6 separate regions of the Mus musculus genome follow, and all the other regions are linked to region 6. Evidence: chromatin contacts called from public HiChIP or PLAC-seq and promoter capture Hi-C data. All regions are on one chromosome and are shown on one strand. The core of a region is the stretch at or near the end of the contact, and the rest is flanking DNA. Distances in the headings are between cores, read along the strand shown.

Region 1 (2,700 bases), core at 70-2,569, 570 kb after region 6:
TCAGTACTTCATAACCTTTCCATGGCCAAATAATATTCCAGTATATTGTTCTAATATACCACATTTTGTTTATCTGTAAATCAATTTGGGTCATTCAAGTTATCTCTATTTTTTTTATTTTATGAATATAATTGCTGTGAACATTTCAATACCAGTTTTTGTTTGGGCATAGATTTTTATCTCTCTTCCTAATAGTGGAAATGCTGGGTTACCTGATGTCTTCATTAGGGTTTTATTGCTGTGAAGAGATACCGCAACTCTAGTAAAGGAAAGAATTTCACAGGGTCTGGCTTACAGTTCAGAGGTTTAGTCCATTATCAACATGGCAGGAAGCATGGCAGTGTACAGCAGACATGGTGCTGGAGAAGGAGCTGAGAGTTCTACATCTTGATCCACAGACAGCAGGAAGGGAACTGATTTGAATTTCTGAGCCCTCAAAACCCACCCCTTAGTCATACACCTCCTCCAACAAGGCTACACCCACTCACTCCAAGGACACACCCCCTAATAGTGCCATTCCCAGTAGGCCTATGGAGACCATTTTCTTTCAAACCACCACACTTGGTAACTCCATGTTGGGCATTTGAGAAAGTGGTTAAGTTCCAAGAGGCGGTATTGTGAGGGTTCAGGCTTCTCTTTATCCTTACGGACACTTGTGATGATCTGACTTTTTGATTACAGCCATCTCAGAAGTTGCACAGTGGTATCTCACCATCATGGTTTCAATTTATATTTCCCTGATGGCCATCATACCAGCATCTCTTCAGGTGCTTTTTCCCCATCTGTCCATCTTCTTGGAAGAAATTCCAGTCAGATCTATCTATATCCAATATATCTCTTAATCCTGTGCTGTCTTTTTACTATTGGACTCTACAAGTTGTGCATCATAGACATGACTGTGGACCCATGCCTCAGCCTCCCAAGTGCACCAAGTTTTTGGTGTGCACCATCATATCTAGAATCCTCTCACTTTCGTGGTAGTTCCTAAGAGCTCCTATTCTGATGAAGTCCAACTGCTCTACTTCTCTTCTAGACGTTGTCCTTATTAGCATATGTTTAAGGATCCATCACCACAGCTTCGGGCAATGAAAATTTAACCCTGTGCTTAAGAGTTTTATAGTATTAGCTCTTAGATTTAATTCTTCTGATCCATTTTGAGTTTGTGTGTGTGACATGGAGTGTGGGACCTGGGGTGGCTCAAATAAAAATGGCCCCCAAAGGCTCACAGAGAATGGCACTATATCAGGAGGTGTGGCCTTGGTGGAGTATGTGTGGCCTTATTGGAGGAAGTGAGTCACTGTGGGTGGGCTTGGGTTTCCAGAAGCCAGGCCCAGTGTCACTCGTTCTTCCTGCTGCCTGCCGATCCAGATGTAGACTGCTCAGCTACCTCTCCAGCCCCGTGTCTGCCTGCATGCTGCCCAGCTTCCTGTCATGAGGTCAGTGTAAACTTCTGAACTAAGGCAGCCCCAATTAAGTTCTTTTCCTTTACAAGAGTTTCTGTGTCGTGGCATCTCCTCACAGCAATAGAAACCCTAAAACAGGACTAAGCTGTATCCTTGCACATGTAGATGTGCAATTAAACTGGCACTGTTTGTCAAAGGACTATTCTGCCTCTGTTTAGATGGTCTTAAAGTCTTAACACCTTGGGCAAACTCCGTCGGCACCTGGGTTTGTTTCTGGAGTCTTAATCAATCTGCTATTTCTGGGTTGGATGTTCAACTGATGTATGTCTGTCTGACTGCCTATCTGTCGATGTTCACGTCTTCAACTTCTTGTTACCTTCTGTTTGTCTTAACCTGTATGGGAAGTAGGCTGTTGAAATCTTCAGCTCTTGGAGTTGAAGTACCTGTCGCCTGCCCCCTCTGCCACCCCCACCCCCAGGGAAGTTTTTTTACATCATGCCTTGGTGCTGTGCTGTTAAACACGCATGTGTTTATAACATGCCACCTCCCTGATGGATTGACCCTTTCATCGTCATAAGATGCAGCGCTGTGCCTACTGGTATTCTGTTTTGAAATCTATTTTGTCTGATATTACTGTGGTGAGTCCAGCATTCCCGTGGTTTCTGTTTGCATGATTCATCTTTTTAAATCCTTTCCAATACCTTTGCGCTTTCATTCTAAAATATACTTCCTCTCGCTCGAGCTAGTATCTCGCCGGCAAGAATTCACTTGGACAACCGGATCCTTCTACGGCAAAGCTTTTATTGCTTACTTCTCAGGAAGACCCCTAACCCAGAAAATGGCGCTACTTATATAGCCCGCAGCGTGACGTTTCAGCACCTGATGTGGCGAGACAGCACCTGATTAGTTGCTCACCCATCACCCCATTACTACGCCCTGAGATGGGCAGTGACTAGGCATGAATTCACTCTTGCACTTGCGCATAAGACTTGTTTACTAGTTAGGCGCAGTGGAAGCCAGCGCCATCTTATAATGGCGATTGCTCACGGCAAGGCTCTCCACAACTTCCCATACAAAGCTCGAGATCAGGACTTTTACATCTGTTTAGGTTTGAAGCTGGTAGGGACTGGACCCAGGTCTTCACACATGCTCCACCACTGAGCATGCTCCTAGCCTGGGTCTTGCTCACCGGCCACTCCCATTTACTGCTATTACTGGTGTCGTTGGGCTGGCATCTGTATTTTAGTTGCTTGCCAGTGTGACCACATACCTGATAGGAAGCAAATTAGGTGAGGAA
Region 2 (2,774 bases), core at 70-2,569, 590 kb after region 6:
CTCAGGGCTCAGGATCGAAGGTCCTCGGAAGGTCTGGCTATCCCCATCCTTGGTACAGACTATCACAGCTCCCTTCACAACTCCATTCACAACAACAAGCTGTCCTGCTTGCTGCCACCTGACGGCCTCCACCCTCACACTGCCTGTCTCTCTGCCCCATGATCATCCTGTGTGCCAGTCCTGTGATCCACCATTCCTACAGTGTAAGAGCAGAAACCAGGGCTAGGGACTTTAAAGATAAGCAGTACACATTCATAAGATTAAACTGGCAAACCACATGCCCAGGTCATATCTGTCAAGTGTAATGATCTCCAGTGCAAGTGGGCCTTCATTTTCAAATACGTGACTGGGGTGGGATGGGGAATAAGGAGATGGATCAGTCAGGCATGAGTTTGGATCCCAGCACCCAGCTGGGCGCAAAGGTCTGTGTACGAAACCCCAGTGCTAGGGGTAGAAGAGACCAGAGGACCCTGGAGCTCACTGGCAAGACAACCTGACTGAGCTGATGAGTCTCAGGTCCAACAAGAGGCCTTGTCTCAGAAAACAATGTCTAGAGCAACTGATGAAGACACCCAGCATCAATCTCTGGACCCCACACCTACACACACACACACACACACACACACACACAACGTCAGCACTCACATTTGTAAGTGTATGCACACAAAGGGGCATAGCAGCTCACATCTGTAATCCCAGCACACAGGTGGCCAAGACAGGAGGACCATGAGTCTGAGACAGCATGGACTACCGAGTAAGACCTTGTCTCAGAATAAGAAAGAAGGAAAGGAAGGGAAGAAGGAAAAGAGTGTTTGCCACGCAGCAGGCACAGTACCAGTGACATAATATCTCTCCTTGAAACCTCCGAATGCCTCTGTGGAAAAGACACTGTTGCTCTCCCCCATGGCTCAGGGGGTATTGATCAACCTCAGTCAAAGAGTTTTCATGCTGGAACCCCCTGTGCTGGTGAATATTGAACCATCATTAGATTCCAGATTGAATCTGGAGACGGCTCTTGGTCACTATTCCAGGACAACCTCTCTCCTGTGCATACAGCAAGTTCAACACAGTAAATATTTGGCTGAAATCTGAGTGCAAAGCCCCGGGCACAGCTCATGACTGAATGTCTGGCTCTCAGAGAATCCCAGAGCTACATAGTCACTGCCACTTGGGATGAGAGTCTGAGTAGCTGAGCAAGCCCCCTGCAGTTGGCTAGGCTCCCAGCGTGAGTGTTTGGAAAAGTCAGACCTGACGCCTCTGATCAGGAAGCTCACAGCCCTGGGAGGAGAGACAATAAAACTGCCAGGACAGCATGCAGAGGCACAGCAGGATGGAGGGCCCTGGTGTTCCTTGGACAGCCCTTCCAGAGAGCCCTGGAACATTCTCTATGAAAGGCAAAGGAGGAGGAGGGAGGAGCCTCCCTGTGGCAAACATGGCTGCTCTCCCCTGTTTTCTTCTTGTTATTCCCAGAGGGTAGAGGCGCCAAATAGGAGATGCAAGGATAAGCTCAAGGTCTAACAGTGTCTCCACTGACTCTGACCCCTGACCCCTGACCACAGCCAGGCCTGACAGCACTGCCACTACCACAGTGGAAATAGTGTGTATGTGTCTGTGTGTGTCTGTGTCTGTGTAGTCTGTGTGTATGTGTCCCACTTCCTGAGCCTCCCTCCCTCTCCCACAACCATCAGGATGATTCTCTGCAAACCTCTCCCCAGCTCCCTCTCTGCCTCCTCTCTCTACCTCCCTTGGGTAACACTCCACATTCTCCCCAGTTCCAGCTCCCTGTCTCTTTATACCCTGATATTCCATGTAACTGTCTCTCAGCCAGGAACTTACTCGCTCACTCAGTCATTTGGATATACAAGTCCACTCAGTCATTTGGATATACAAGTCTATTCAGTCACTCAGTCATTTGGATATACAAGTCCACTCAGTCATTTGGATATACAAGTCCACTCAGTCATTTGGATATACAAGTCCACGTGCTGGCAACAGAAGCGACTTCCAAATGCCTGACAGGCCACCAACACTGGAGCTTCAGAGATAAAAGGGTCCCCATGCCTGTAGCCTGGGAGGAGAGCCAGGGGGAAGCAAACAGGGATGCAAGCTGAGGTGGTGTTCCAAGAGAACACTGCCATGGGAACACAGGAGGAGGACACCACCCCAGGCCAGGATGTATCGGACAAAGCAAGCTCTGCACAGCACTACCAGAACCAACGGCCTTCCATATCCAGCCAGCAGTGTGTGCAGGGGGAAAAGGGGGGCGGGGTCCTCCAGGAAGATGGGCCTAGCATCTGTAAGTAGAATCTGTTGCGGAGAAGAGAGCTGGAGAAAATCCGAGACCACAGAGGGCTTGGAAGTGGTTTGGAAGGAGCACAGGCAGACAGACCTTAAGTTAGAAAGTATCACGACAGATTCCTACCATGGAAAGATTCTCTGCAGCAACGTAGCGACAGAATACAGAAGGCCAATGAACAAGCAAGCACCTTGAATGTCCCACATCCAAAACTGGACCACTTGCAACAGTAAATATCTCCCTGGTCCAACACAGGCCATGGGGCCGCATATTCACCTGCAGAACACCTAGCAGCACCTACAGTGTCCCTTTCATCTGCGAGAGGCTCTGCAGACTGCGCAGTGAAGCCAGACAGATAAACTCCAACCCAGGATCAGCCAGTCACCGGGGGGAGTCTTCCAGTGCCTTCTCATCACCACAGAGCCATTGGGGCACCACATTTCCCAGAATCTCTTTCTACATTCTCTCCATTCCTTCA
Region 3 (2,700 bases), core at 48-2,547, 680 kb after region 6:
GTTGGGAATTGGGCTGCCAACTGTAAGTCATCAATAAATTCCTTTACTATCTAGAGACTGTCCGTAAGTTCTGTGACTCTAGAGAACCCTGACTAATACACCAAGTTTCCTGATTTAAAAGACGCTGAAGCAGTTCAGAAATTCTTCCTTGAAGAGACACAGCTTGGTGAAGGGTTATTAGCACAAGGTGACTACGAGAAGGGTGTGGACCACCTGACAAATGCCATTGCTGCCTCCGCAGCTGCTGCAAGTGTTCCAGCAGACTCTTCCACCACCAGTGTTCCAGATGCTCCTGACCAAGCTTCCGACCGTTAGTCAGAGAACTGTAAGTGCTCAGAGCCTGGCTGACAATGATCTGGAATGAACCAGATAACAACATAATAAAATCTCAGTAAAATAATTTAACAGTTAGCTTGGAAGCTGGTCAGCTCTGGGGAAATCAGGGTAAATTGTGCTGTCATGAACTGTCCCACACTGACATCGGCCAAAGTGAATATGAACTTTGGTAGATCCAATGCCTGTTCTATTTATTTTTCCAGTGAAAAGTATTTTGATAGAGCTTTTCATTTTGTAAATACACTGAGTTAACCAAAATATCATGGATTTCCGTTTGTTCTTAAGACATGCAACTCGTCTACGGCTATACCACTCTGAACGCGCCCGATCTCGGAAGACATGCAACTCAAATGTAAATACAGTAGAATATTACTTAGGTAGAAACTCCTGGTGATTTTAAAAGATTGGAAAAGAATATGAGGAAGAGTTGAATAATGCAAATTCTAGTGTGTGTGCTACCGAAGTGAACACTTAATGCACAGTCTACAGACTAGGACATTTTATCGTGTGTTGTAAAATTGGGTAGAAACTTGTGTTTGTGAAAACTGAGCATTAAAACCTTACAGAGACCGTTTCTTGTTTACTTTTGAAAAAAAAAAGAGTCACGTGAGCCTCATTTTGTATTTGTGTGTGTGTGTGTGTGTGTGTCTCCCCTCCTCCCAGCGTGTGTGTGCTGGGAGGAGGGGAGACCCCAGAACAATGTCCTGCCTCCAAACCTTCTCAATAGGCGGAAGCCACTGGCTTCCTCCCTTTCCTGTCTCCCGTGCTCCAGCAATGCAGATGGAAGGGACCGAAGGGATGGGAGAGAGAGCCCAACCATCCCCAGATCTGTCCTTGTCACAACCTGCCTCCCACCTCTAATGCCCCCCCTTCCAGAGACTTCCAGGCCACACCCATCCCGGGCTTGTGGGGGCTGGACACGGGAGGACTACAGGCGACAACTCTTCCCACCCTCTCTCCCTGCCACCCCTCCTACCCTAACCATCATTTCCTCTTCCTCCCCAGCACCGAGGTGCACTGAGCTGGACAGGCTGAACACTCAGACCCACAGCAACTGACCCCGGGCCCAGCTGGCCTTGGCTGGCCCAGGGCAGCTTCCAGAGTATGGTCTGGTGGGGATCCTCTTTGCTGCTCCCCACTCTTTTCTTGGCCTCTCATGTTGGTAAGTCTTCCCTGGAGTGAGCAGAGCTCCTCCCTGACTCTTGATTTCAAGGCCTTAATTCCAGCCCCCGACCCCCAAGAAACCCTAGCCTAGCCTAGCAATAGACCTCACAATATGGTGGTGAGCATGGGTTGGGGGAAGGGAAATAGAGAGTTATTGTTTAATGAGTGTAGCATTTCAGTTAGGGTGTGGTGGTGGACTTCTTTAATCCCAGCACTTGGAAGGCCAGCCTAGACTACACAGAGGACTCCATGTTAGCCCCATAAAGACTTATGGAGACCTTACGTCAAAAACAAAAACAAGAGCTGTGGAAATGGGTGGTGATGTTCACATGAGGTTATGAATGCATTTATTAACACTGAATTGACTGTTTACAAGTGGTTCTAACGGTAGATTCTAGGGTATGTGTATTTTAACACAACTTAAAAATTGCAGGGACAAGCAGAAACTGACATCATCATCATCATCGTCGTCGTCATAGCGTCATGACGATTTTGATCCACCAAGAATGAGGTCAGGGTGGGGAAAACTCAGGCAGGTGCTAGGAATCACTGCCTGGAGGGGGGAGAGGTGAGTAGGGGCAGAAGTCAGCCATCAACTTGGACCTCACGAGTAACTGTGTTGGGCTTAATCAATAATTCATTGGACAGACAAGCATGGTGGCTTTAACTCCAGTACTCAGGAGGCAAAAGCAGGTAGATCTCTGAGGTTCGAAGCCAGCCTGGTCTACATAGCAAGTCCCAGGACAGCCAGAACTACATAGAGAGACCCAGTCTCAAAATAATAACAATAATAATAATAATAAAATTTATTTAGCACCAATGATGTTCCATTAGTTGAGAATATGGCAACACCTAAACCTATCATATGACAACTAAATGATGCTGGGCTCCCAAAGGTTGATACGTTTGTTGTTTAAATGGAGCTGTGTGTACAGAGGGCATGGAGAAGCTTCTGAATGCTGGTGGCAGGTCCTTTCAGTCTGCTGACCAGAGAACTAGAAGTCAGAGGCTGCCTTTGAGTGGTTCTGTCTGGTGGGAAACACAGGCCAGGAATGAGGGCCAGACAGAAGCAGACATCAAGAGCTTTTGAGAAGCACTGAGAAGAGAGTCAGCTTACTCTGCCACAGGACCAGAAAAGTCATGAAGGGTTTCCCTAAGAGAGGTAGTCAACAGAGTAGCAAGTGCAAGCTTGGGAGGTAT
Region 4 (2,736 bases), core at 96-2,595, 630 kb after region 6:
CCAAATGCATCCCTGAGGCCCTCCAGGACCACACAGCCTGGGCCCAACTTGTCCTTCTGGTTTCATCCCAAAAGCTCAAAGGTCAAAATAGTCACACCGTCAGTCAGTTCACACTTTTATTTAGCCAGCCACTCAACAAACATTTATCGATTACCCTACGCGTACAGGCTACCGCTGGCTGCTGAGGTCATGGTGGTTAGTAAACTAGTACTTATCCCTGCAGTGGCTGGGGATACACCTCTGGGTCAGGGGTGAAAGCTAACTAACTAAAGATCTGTTGCGAATGAATATGGAAGAAACACGGGTCGTGAGTGCAGTCGGATCAGCCAGATCAGCCAAGGCATTTCAGCTCAATGATTCAAGTTGGCCAGACTCGGCCAGAGAGAGGCCGGAGGTAGGTGGGGGACAGTCCAGCTGAAGGGCAAGGGCTTCTTTTGCCTTGTCAAGAGTTGTGAAACTTATCCAACTGTCCAGCTCCAGCTGTCTACCTGAAAGGCCTCTACCCACTCATGGGGCAGGCTAATCCTGCCACTCACTTGAGGCCTCAAGGAAAATAAACAAAGGGCTTATTGGGGGAAAGCCTAAGACAGAGCTGGAGCTAGGTTTGGGGTATCGCTGATGCTGGACGCTGGGGCTGAGGATACAGTGGGATTCAGAACTAAAGTCCAGAATCAGCTGGAATGAGGAGGTTTCAGGCCAGTTGGAACCTCCTACTGGCTCTCCTCCTGCCTCAGCCTCTCAGGGTGCAAAGATTGCAGGCCTGGCTGTAGATCTTCGGGGAGGGGCTGAAGGTAAAATTAAGTTGGAGTTGTGGGGTGGGCTAGGGCTCAGACTGGGGCAGAGGGCCAGCATTCTTTCCTCCTGCTGACCCAATCTGCATATTGTGTTTCAGACCTACCAGCAGCGGACAGAAGCCCCTCCCTTCCCAGGAATGTCTCAGCCCCACTGAAGTCGCAGGGCCACGTCAGCCAATTGGCTCAGGCCCTGCCCTGGAAACAGCACCTGTTAATCCCCCCCTCCTTCCAGCTCACCTGGGTGCAGGTTAGGCAGGTGAAGCGTCTCCCCGGAAACAGACCTAGAGCGCCCAACCTGCTGGGTCCTGCCTGCTCAAATCGGATTCAGCACAGCCAGGCGTCCCGTGAGTGCCCCATACGCCCCACCCCCACCTTTTTCACGGGTTCTACTACCGGGAACCTCCACCCACGCTGGGGTCGTTCCCCAATAGACGGTGTCAGCACCTTCAGATGAGCAAGCCACAGTCCTGAGGAATGCTGGGACAGACTCCGCCCACGGTCCCTCCCCCAACCACCCTTGGGGCGTGGGCATTTACCCCACCCACCTTGCGTGCCAGGCAACCTCTCTGCAAAGGGCAGAGCGGTCCCCTACTCTGTCTCGTTGGAGTAAAAACGTGGTCTCGGCAGTGTGGTCCATGTGGGTTCTGATTCACCCCGAGTCTCTCTGGCTCAAAAAAGTATGTTTTGAGCTCCTTTGCCCCGTGGGAAGTCTAAAAGGAGTATGTTAGATGACTTCTCCCACTCCTCAGAATTAACTTCTCTGTCCTCACTTTTCAGAAAAAGCCTCTAAGAGGTGAGCTGGGGCTTCCCTGCCCCACTCCCGTCCCTCCTGGACTCGCAGCTGACACCTACAGGATCGGTCTCTCCTGCTGCCGGAAGTTGGGTTCCTTGCCGGCAGTGCTAGCTTTATTTTTACCTGATGTGAGTCATGCCGCCTGTCTTGTAGGGAACAGGTTAAATGAGTAACACTGTTAGATCCCTCCCCACATTCCCACGATGGGAAGGACTAGGCTGCGGTTCAAATCCTGAGTCCTCCTTTTGCTGCCTTAGAGAACACGTGGAGCCGTTTAGCAGGGGATGGACCCGTGGGGAGCAGGCAGGTTCTGGATGAGCGCCGAGAACAGGACTGGATAGAGATATGTTTAGAGGCAAGAGACAGCCCCTGGGGCCATGGATTGGCAAAAGCAGAAGGCGCTGAGGAGCCCCCGGAGTGGGCCGAGAGGGAGGGTGGGTGGTAACAGCATCTTGAGAAAGGAACACAGGAGGAACAGGTTCAGGGTAAGATGAGGAATTTGGGTTGGGCCCTGTTGCATCAGAGACGACCAGCACTGGAAGGAGAGACTTGGAGCATGCGTCTTCTTTTGCCTGACGGAGATAGGGTGGAACTAGAGGAAGAACGGTGTTAGGGGTCAGATCCTGACCCACAGAGAAGGAAGGGTACAGCCCTATGAGAGAAGGGTCAGGCTCAGCCTGCTGGTTCCAGAAGGGTTAAGTCACCAGCCTCCCTTTCCCATAGCTTCCCCCACCCAGGACCCAGCAGTGACAGCTGAGGCCATGTGAGTCTGATCCTGAATGAGGCATTATCTCTGACAGTTTGTCCTGTCATCCACTGTGGCACCACCAGCTTCCTCCGACAGCCTGGATGGAACAGGCCACCGAGACAGCCTGTGTGAGAGGTCAGGAGCTGGGCAAGGGGATTCTCTGAAGGGGAAGGGGAGCTCTGTGGTGGAGGGAACTCTGTTGGGGTCAGGGGAGGTGCTTTGGCAAGGTGCAGTGCTAGGGTTGTAGCTCTTGGGAATAGGTCCTGAGGACCCCGGGGAAGATTCTTGGGGCCCTTCCCTGAGACTCCCAGATGAGGCTATAGGGCCAGATGGGTGGGAAATAACTTGTGATCCTGTCCTGCAGGTGAGGGTAACCATAGCCTGGACTAAGAAGAGGAGAC
Region 5 (2,700 bases), core at 43-2,542, 990 kb after region 6:
TGGTAAACTCTTGCCATCCATCTCAACTCTCCTGAATTTGTTCCCCTTGAAAAATCCAGGCATGGACGAGAAGTTGTTTAAAAACTTTTTTTTTTTTTTTTTTTTGGTATTTTTTGAGACCGGGTTTCTCTGTATAGCTCTGGCTGTCCTGGAACTCACTTTGTAGACCAGGCTGGCCTCAAACTCAGAAATCTGCCTGCCTCTGCCTCCCAAGTGCTAGGATTAAAGGCATGTGCCACCACCGCCCAGCTTACTTTTTTTTTTTTTAACCTATTTATTTAGTGTGTTTGTGGCGGCGGTGACACTGCAATCCACTAAAGTCAGAGGACATCTTGTGAACTTGTATTGATTCTCTCCTTCAACAGCTTACCTCAGATCATAAGACTTGTGCCTTTCCTCTCAGTCATCTCTCTGTACCGAAGGGTTGGTTTTGAAAGCAGTTCAAACACAATACAACTCTTCTTCCCGGTGCTATCGGGAATTTTGCTCATGTTTTATGCCCTAGTGAGTTCTCCTCCTTATTTGACTTATAAGGGTGTTAACCTCTCTTTCTTCATCGTCCTTGACAATCTGGGAACTCCTTAAGGCTGCTCACAGCCTCTCAGGAACTGCTCCTAATGACTTCTAGGGATCCTGTTCGGCCCCCTGAAGTGCCTTTAATGATTCTTAGAATCACCCTGTTCGCTCCAAGAGCTGCTAATGACCCCAAATTTTCGCTCAAGGGGAGCCGCTTTTAAAAAGCCTCAGGGATATCTTCCTTCAGGATCTGTCCTAATGACCCCCCAGGGCTCCTTCTCCTGGAGCAGATCTTTACCTAACCCGCCTTGCCAGCAGGCGAGGGGCTTCTTAGAGAAGAGAGTCAAACTGAGAGTACTGGGCAAACTTGGACATGCTGGTCACGTTCTCTGAACTCCTTGACTTTAGAAACTTTCCCGGAGGTCTTCCATCGCCTTTATATCTTAGGCAAAGGAGTTACTCCAAGAAAATTAGGCTTATCCTTTCGCTAGAAACATCCTATAACCACCTGCTCGCCCTTCCCCATAACCGGCTAGCCCATTTCAGGGTATTCGCTTCTTTCTACCCAGCTTAACTATGGAGATCTGAGTCAGCCTCTGATAGGCTAACTCTGGATCCAGCCCTGATGCTCAGTGGCCCCAGTCCCCGGAGGCTCAGCGTTTTCTCCTGGCAACAGCTCGAGACGACGCTCATAGGCTAAGCGGACTCGTAGTTCCAGACGCCGAGTCGGTGTAGTGAGTGTTCATTGGTTAGCTGAGGACCTAAAGCCATTCTTGGGTTGGTTGACTATGGGCTCTGTGAGGCTGCGCAGAGTCAGACTTTAAAGGAGGCGGAGCTCTGTCTTTCGCCCTCAAGAAAGACAGTGGGATCGGCGAGTGGCGACAACAGCAATCGGGCCTGAGCCCTGCTAGGGCTTTAGGCTCCAGGTGAGAGCCATCGGGTTTTGGATTCCCCAAGGGGTTGATGCTGCCAAAACCCTTGGCCGTGAGCTCCAGTGGGGGAGGGTGGTGAGGTGGGTCTTTCTGTGCTCTGTGATCGACATGGGGTTTGAGCAATAGAGAAAGGAGCTTCTAAAATAAGTTTTGCGATTGGTTCTTTCCAATCTCTAGTGGCCAATGGGCGTCGGGAGAGGGGGGCGGGCCCACTGGGCCTTATTTTCTTCTTCCTGCGGCCGGGCCTCCCTCGCCTAGGCGGTGGGGCCGGGAGGGGCAGTGTCTGTAAGTGGTGTGTGGGGACACTGGGAACCGGGCTGCCTTTGGAGGGATGCCGCGGGGGTGGCTGCGGGGGCGGAGAGTGCGGGAGTTTCAGGTCACTGTTAGCAACAGCTGCCTTTATGGAGTGCTTACCGGGCCTAGCGTTTAGGGCTCGCTTGCATCATCTAAGTTAATCATACGATCCATCAAGGCAGGGGTTTGGGGTCCCCATTTTGCAGGTGGAGAAACTGAGACTCATCCAGTCCATTCACACAGCCAAGGTGTTAAAAAGTGACAGAGATCAGACCGGTATTCAGAGTTTTCACTCTAGAGCCGAAGGTTTAGCTCCCGGTACTCTTTGCTTTGTTGCTGAAGGCGGACGGGAAGGTGCCCCAGACCAGATTTCCCCAAGGGAATAGATCGCGGGAATGGAACCCTAGAGTTAAAGTAATGGGATGATCCGCTAAAGTGAGCAGAGGATATGAGTTATTCAGCAGTTACTGAGTGCCTACTTTGTGGCGAGCATTGTTCTAGCTTCTGGACACACAAAGATAAACAGAGCTAGAGGCAGATGAAGCAACATTGTGACCACCTTTGAAGCCCAGGGGAGGAGCCCCAGTCTGATATTTATGATACCTTTTTGTAAAAATTTCAAAAGTAGAATATATTGAAAATTTCCTTTTAAAAGGAAAAGTCTCCTAAATTGAATAGGCTTCAAGTTCCTCCACACTTTCAGAGAAGTCTTAGTTCATGTAAGTATTAGAGCTGAGGTAGCAGAAAGTGGTAGAAGATGCTTTAGAGGGGGCACTTTGGATACATTTCCTGGTATGTAAAGCAGGGATAACAGTATATCTTTTATGCAAAGTTAATGAAAAATGCCTAGCCAGAAATCCCTCCCTTGGAGTGGAATGGAAACCCAAGAGTTACCATGACAGGGTTTCTGTTTAATGCCCTGGAGTTTGCCTCCATGCTGCTTCCCAAAACCCATGCT
Region 6 (2,700 bases), core at 123-2,622:
ATGAAAGAGGCTGTGGAGAAAACACATTACGGGGTTGGTTTCTGAATAGCTCAGCCACAATTCAAGCAAACTTTAGACATCATTCATAATAAACCCAGTTTTACTCCTGAGTCTGACTTTTGATGTTTTATTTTTATCAATTTATAAACTAATAGTGTGTAATAGATACTTACACGTCACACACATCCTCAGCTCCAAACATAATTGCTTGAGTAGCCAATCCTATTGGCTAACTAACTCATGCTAGTCTTACCTATTGAGAGAATTTACCAATAGAGAATAGAGCTATTTGTAGAAGCAGGAAATGTTTGTCTGTGTGTCTGCCTATTTGTCTGACTGTCTGTCTATCCACTCAGTCCTTATATCCTTACAATAGTTGTGCTAGGAATTTTATAGAGGAGAGAGGTGGGATTATAAAACTTGACCCTCTCTTTTTTCTTTCCTGATTTTGTGTGTGTGTGTGTGTGTGTGTGTGTGTGAGTGTGTGTTCTTGTGTGCAGGTTCTCAAATTGTCCAGAATTGGGCATTGGATCCCTTGGATCTGGAGTTACAGGTGGTTATAAACTACCTGATGTGGGCGCTGGGAATCCAGGTCCCCTGAAAGAGCTGTAAGTGTTCTTAATCACCGGGTCATCACTAGCTCTAAAGCTTTACCAGCTACAAAGACAACCATTGAAAGACCACACAAACAGGAAAAGCTCGTAGTTAGCTTACACATCAACTTTCTTTATCCTCTTTATCTTTCAAGTTCTTAATCTTTATTGTTCTTCAAAATAAAATCTGGGAAAAACAACAACCAGCCAACCAAACAAAAACCATCTCTGGATAACTTACTGGTCTATTATATCCAGATTGATGCGAGACTTTTGGGTTAACAGGATCACATAGGACACAGAAAAAAAAAACCAAAACCTACGTTGGGCCACTGGCCGACCTGGCTGGAGGTCATTCCTTGGGAGAGGACACTTAGCTTCTCGGACAAAGAGATCGAACTACTTTATTTTTAAATTCCTTTCCTGGTACATGTCCTTTTAATTTTAAACTATAAACTTTAAATGAACTGCGAGGTTTCTATCGAGGGCCACCGCTTCAAAAGACAAAAAGAAAAGAAACCTGATGACCTTAGAAGTGATGACAGCTTCACCGCTGAGTTCTGAACTGGGCAAATGTTTTCAGCGAAGCAAACCTCCGAACTACAACTCCCAGCATGCCGCGCACTAAACCAATGTTTATTGGCCGTCCTACTAGGTCTTGTGCAGTGTGACAGTTAGTATAGCCAATAGAGAGGAAGAACGTTCCCAGGATCCAATCCGAACGCTGTGAAGGCGGATCCTCTCTGGGTTCCGGCTCCGGCTCCTTCCCCCGCCCACCGAGGCGCCGCTGTCCCTGACCGAGCCGCGGGAGTGAAGTGGGTCGCGGCTGTGTAGAGGTGACGTGGGGGTTATGGGGGAGGCGAACGCGAGGCACGGGGCGCTTCGAGCCTGGCCCCTTCGCTCTTGCGAAGGCCTTGAAGGCTGATGTTTGGGAAGTTGCTGTTTTGCGAGTCCCAAAGGCCGCCGGGTACCGTGTGTCCCTCCGCTGCGATCACGTCCCCAGTCCTCGGATGACCCAGTCTTACTACCCTCCCTGCCTTACTGTTGGCCTTGGACCACTCCATGCCCCTCCCACACACCGTGTCTTTAGAGTCGCCCCTTGTACTCTTCCAGCTCCAGTCCCAACCTCATGGACATCTCTGAACCCAACTCTCGTCCTTCAGCTTTCCCAGCTGACTCCTCCAGCTTTATCCTCCTTCCCCACTTAACTAGGCTCTTTGGACACTGCTGCAGCCTTTGTCCCCTCTCCCAGGCCACCTCAGATTCTTTGGCTCCTTTGATGATCCGTCTCTGAATCGCTATGTAGCTCCGGTGAGTGCTTCCTTAATTTTTCACACTCTGTCCCCGGTCCTTCCAAGTTACTCCCGGTACCCTTGACTCGAACCCGGATCTAGAACTTTAATCTTTCGGACCCCAGCTTGGTCTCTTCCTTCTAATCCAGGCTCTTGTCCTTCATCGTCTGTGATCACCAAGCCTCATCTTCTTGCCTTGTTCTTAGAACTCATCCCTCCTCCGCACTCTTGCTGGCGACTCTGTGCTGCTGAGCTCCGAGGAAGAAAACCCCACATGCACTAGGTCTCTTCTCCCTCCGATCTTTGTAATGCAAGGTGACTTTGTGTTATTTCCACACTGCCTTTTCAGTCAGGGATGGACTCTCCGTCTCTGCCAGCCTTGGTCCTGCTCATCTGTCTATTTTGCAAGTCATAGTTTAAATTTCACCTCTTCAGTGAAGCTCCCTCCCTGCCCTCTTCAGAGAGGTGCCTTCTCATTTCCTAAGTGCCGTAGCACCGTCTCTACCTCCAGTCCTGGTGGAATGGTTAAAAACCTCAGCTTTGGAGGAATCAACTTGGGCTTCAGTTTTGCCACCTACTGTGTGCTCTTAGGCACGTGACTTGATTTCTCAGAGTTTCAGTTTCATCATTTCTAAAGTAAGTATGAGAAATTAATAGTTGAGCTAGATGTAGCGGCTCATGCCTTCAACCCCAGCACTCGGGAGGCAGAGGTGCTGTAAAAATGAATTGAGATGGTGCATTGGACCGCTTAGCCCTAGGTCGAGTGCTCTGTAGGACCTTTAAAAAATATGAGCTGTTATGGGCTACTGTGTAAT

What was found. Promoter capture Hi-C pulls out the DNA fragments that hold promoters and counts their contacts. HiChIP or PLAC-seq counts read pairs in DNA pulled down with a chosen protein or histone mark.
Region 1: a contact with region 6 is called in a promoter capture Hi-C map of the HPC-7 cell line, with 2.7 times the contacts expected there. The contact joins the enhancer-like site here to the promoter of Zfp691 in region 6. A contact is called at or near these places in 8 of 39 promoter capture datasets (the 3T3-L1 cell line, the HPC-7 cell line, cranial neural crest and 4 more), 2 of 15 datasets of contacts at CTCF or cohesin (embryonic stem cells and stem cell-derived epiblast-like cells), 22 of 484 Hi-C or Micro-C datasets (CD4 T cells, the G1E-ER4 cell line, differentiating embryonic stem cells and 2 more), 9 of 115 datasets of contacts at active chromatin or transcription factors (astrocytes, embryonic stem cells, fetal liver and 2 more) and 1 of 9 other capture datasets (macrophages).
Region 2: a contact with region 6 is called in a promoter capture Hi-C map of epiblast stem cells, with 8 times the contacts expected there. The contact joins the enhancer-like site here to the promoter of Zfp691 in region 6. A contact is called at or near these places in 15 of 39 promoter capture datasets (the 3T3-L1 cell line, the C10 cell line, the HPC-7 cell line and 8 more), 4 of 15 datasets of contacts at CTCF or cohesin (the NIH/3T3 cell line, embryonic stem cells, large pre-B cells and 1 more), 5 of 484 Hi-C or Micro-C datasets (the HL-1 cell line, cerebral cortex, embryonic stem cells and 1 more), 7 of 115 datasets of contacts at active chromatin or transcription factors (embryonic forebrain, embryonic stem cells, large pre-B cells and 2 more) and 1 of 9 other capture datasets (embryonic stem cells).
Region 3: a promoter capture Hi-C map of hippocampal neurons shows a contact between it and region 6, with 5 times the contacts expected there. The contact joins the promoter of Tie1 here to the promoter of Zfp691 in region 6. A contact is called at or near these places in 9 of 39 promoter capture datasets (the 3T3-L1 cell line, 3T3-L1-derived adipocytes, the HPC-7 cell line and 4 more).
Region 4: a contact with region 6 is called in an H3K27ac HiChIP or PLAC-seq map of extraembryonic endoderm stem cells, with 4 times the contacts expected there. The contact joins the promoter of Tmem125 here to the promoter of Zfp691 in region 6. A contact is called at or near these places in 4 of 39 promoter capture datasets (embryonic stem cells, hippocampal neurons, liver and 1 more), 2 of 115 datasets of contacts at active chromatin or transcription factors (embryonic stem cells and extraembryonic endoderm stem cells) and 1 of 9 other capture datasets (embryonic stem cells).
Region 5: a contact with region 6 is called in a promoter capture Hi-C map of hippocampal neurons, with 2.3 times the contacts expected there. The contact joins the promoter of Kdm4a here to the promoter of Zfp691 in region 6. A contact is called at or near these places in 4 of 39 promoter capture datasets (the 3T3-L1 cell line, hippocampal neurons, pre-B cells and 1 more) and 1 of 115 datasets of contacts at active chromatin or transcription factors (astrocytes).

The regions. Positions count from the first base shown.
Region 1 is chr4:118,602,875-118,605,574 of GRCm38.p6, reverse strand. The region is part of intron 6 of Cfap57 (cilia and flagella associated protein 57); the gene reads left to right. Among named protein-coding and RNA genes, the nearest start is that of Cfap57, 17 kb to the left of the region's middle. Within about 2 kb of position 1,319, at least 3 of the 459 cell types and tissues checked have an H3K27ac peak or open chromatin away from gene starts, as enhancers often do. A contact at or near this core is called in the HPC-7 cell line, where this site is marked.
Region 2 is chr4:118,586,151-118,588,924 of GRCm38.p6, reverse strand. All of the region lies in intron 12 of Cfap57 (cilia and flagella associated protein 57), which reads left to right. Among named protein-coding and RNA genes, the nearest start is that of Gm52677, 33 kb to the right of the region's middle. Within about 2 kb of position 1,319, at least 12 of the 459 cell types and tissues checked have an H3K27ac peak or open chromatin away from gene starts, as enhancers often do. A contact at or near this core is called in epiblast stem cells, where this site is marked.
Region 3 is chr4:118,488,446-118,491,145 of GRCm38.p6, reverse strand. Tie1 (tyrosine kinase with immunoglobulin-like and EGF-like domains 1) reads left to right here and starts at 1,297. Exons shown (of 23, transcript NM_011587.2): 1 at 1,297-1,498. The coding sequence starts at 1,441. It also overlaps the pseudogene Gm12859.
Region 4 is chr4:118,542,335-118,545,070 of GRCm38.p6, reverse strand. It overlaps Tmem125 (transmembrane protein 125), which reads left to right and starts at 1,345. Exons shown (of 4, transcript NM_172383.3): 1 at 1,345-1,471; 2 at 1,572-1,715; 3 at 2,311-2,470; 4 at 2,700-2,736.
Region 5 is chr4:118,178,635-118,181,334 of GRCm38.p6, reverse strand. It overlaps Kdm4a (lysine (K)-specific demethylase 4A), which reads left to right and starts at 1,292. Exons shown (of 22, transcript NM_001161823.1): 1 at 1,292-1,442.
Region 6 is chr4:119,172,867-119,175,566 of GRCm38.p6, reverse strand. Zfp691 (zinc finger protein 691) reads left to right here and starts at 1,372. Exons shown (of 2, transcript NM_001145936.1): 1 at 1,372-1,429. It overlaps Ermap (erythroblast membrane-associated protein), which reads left to right. Exons shown (of 13, transcript NM_013848.3): 13 at 1-110.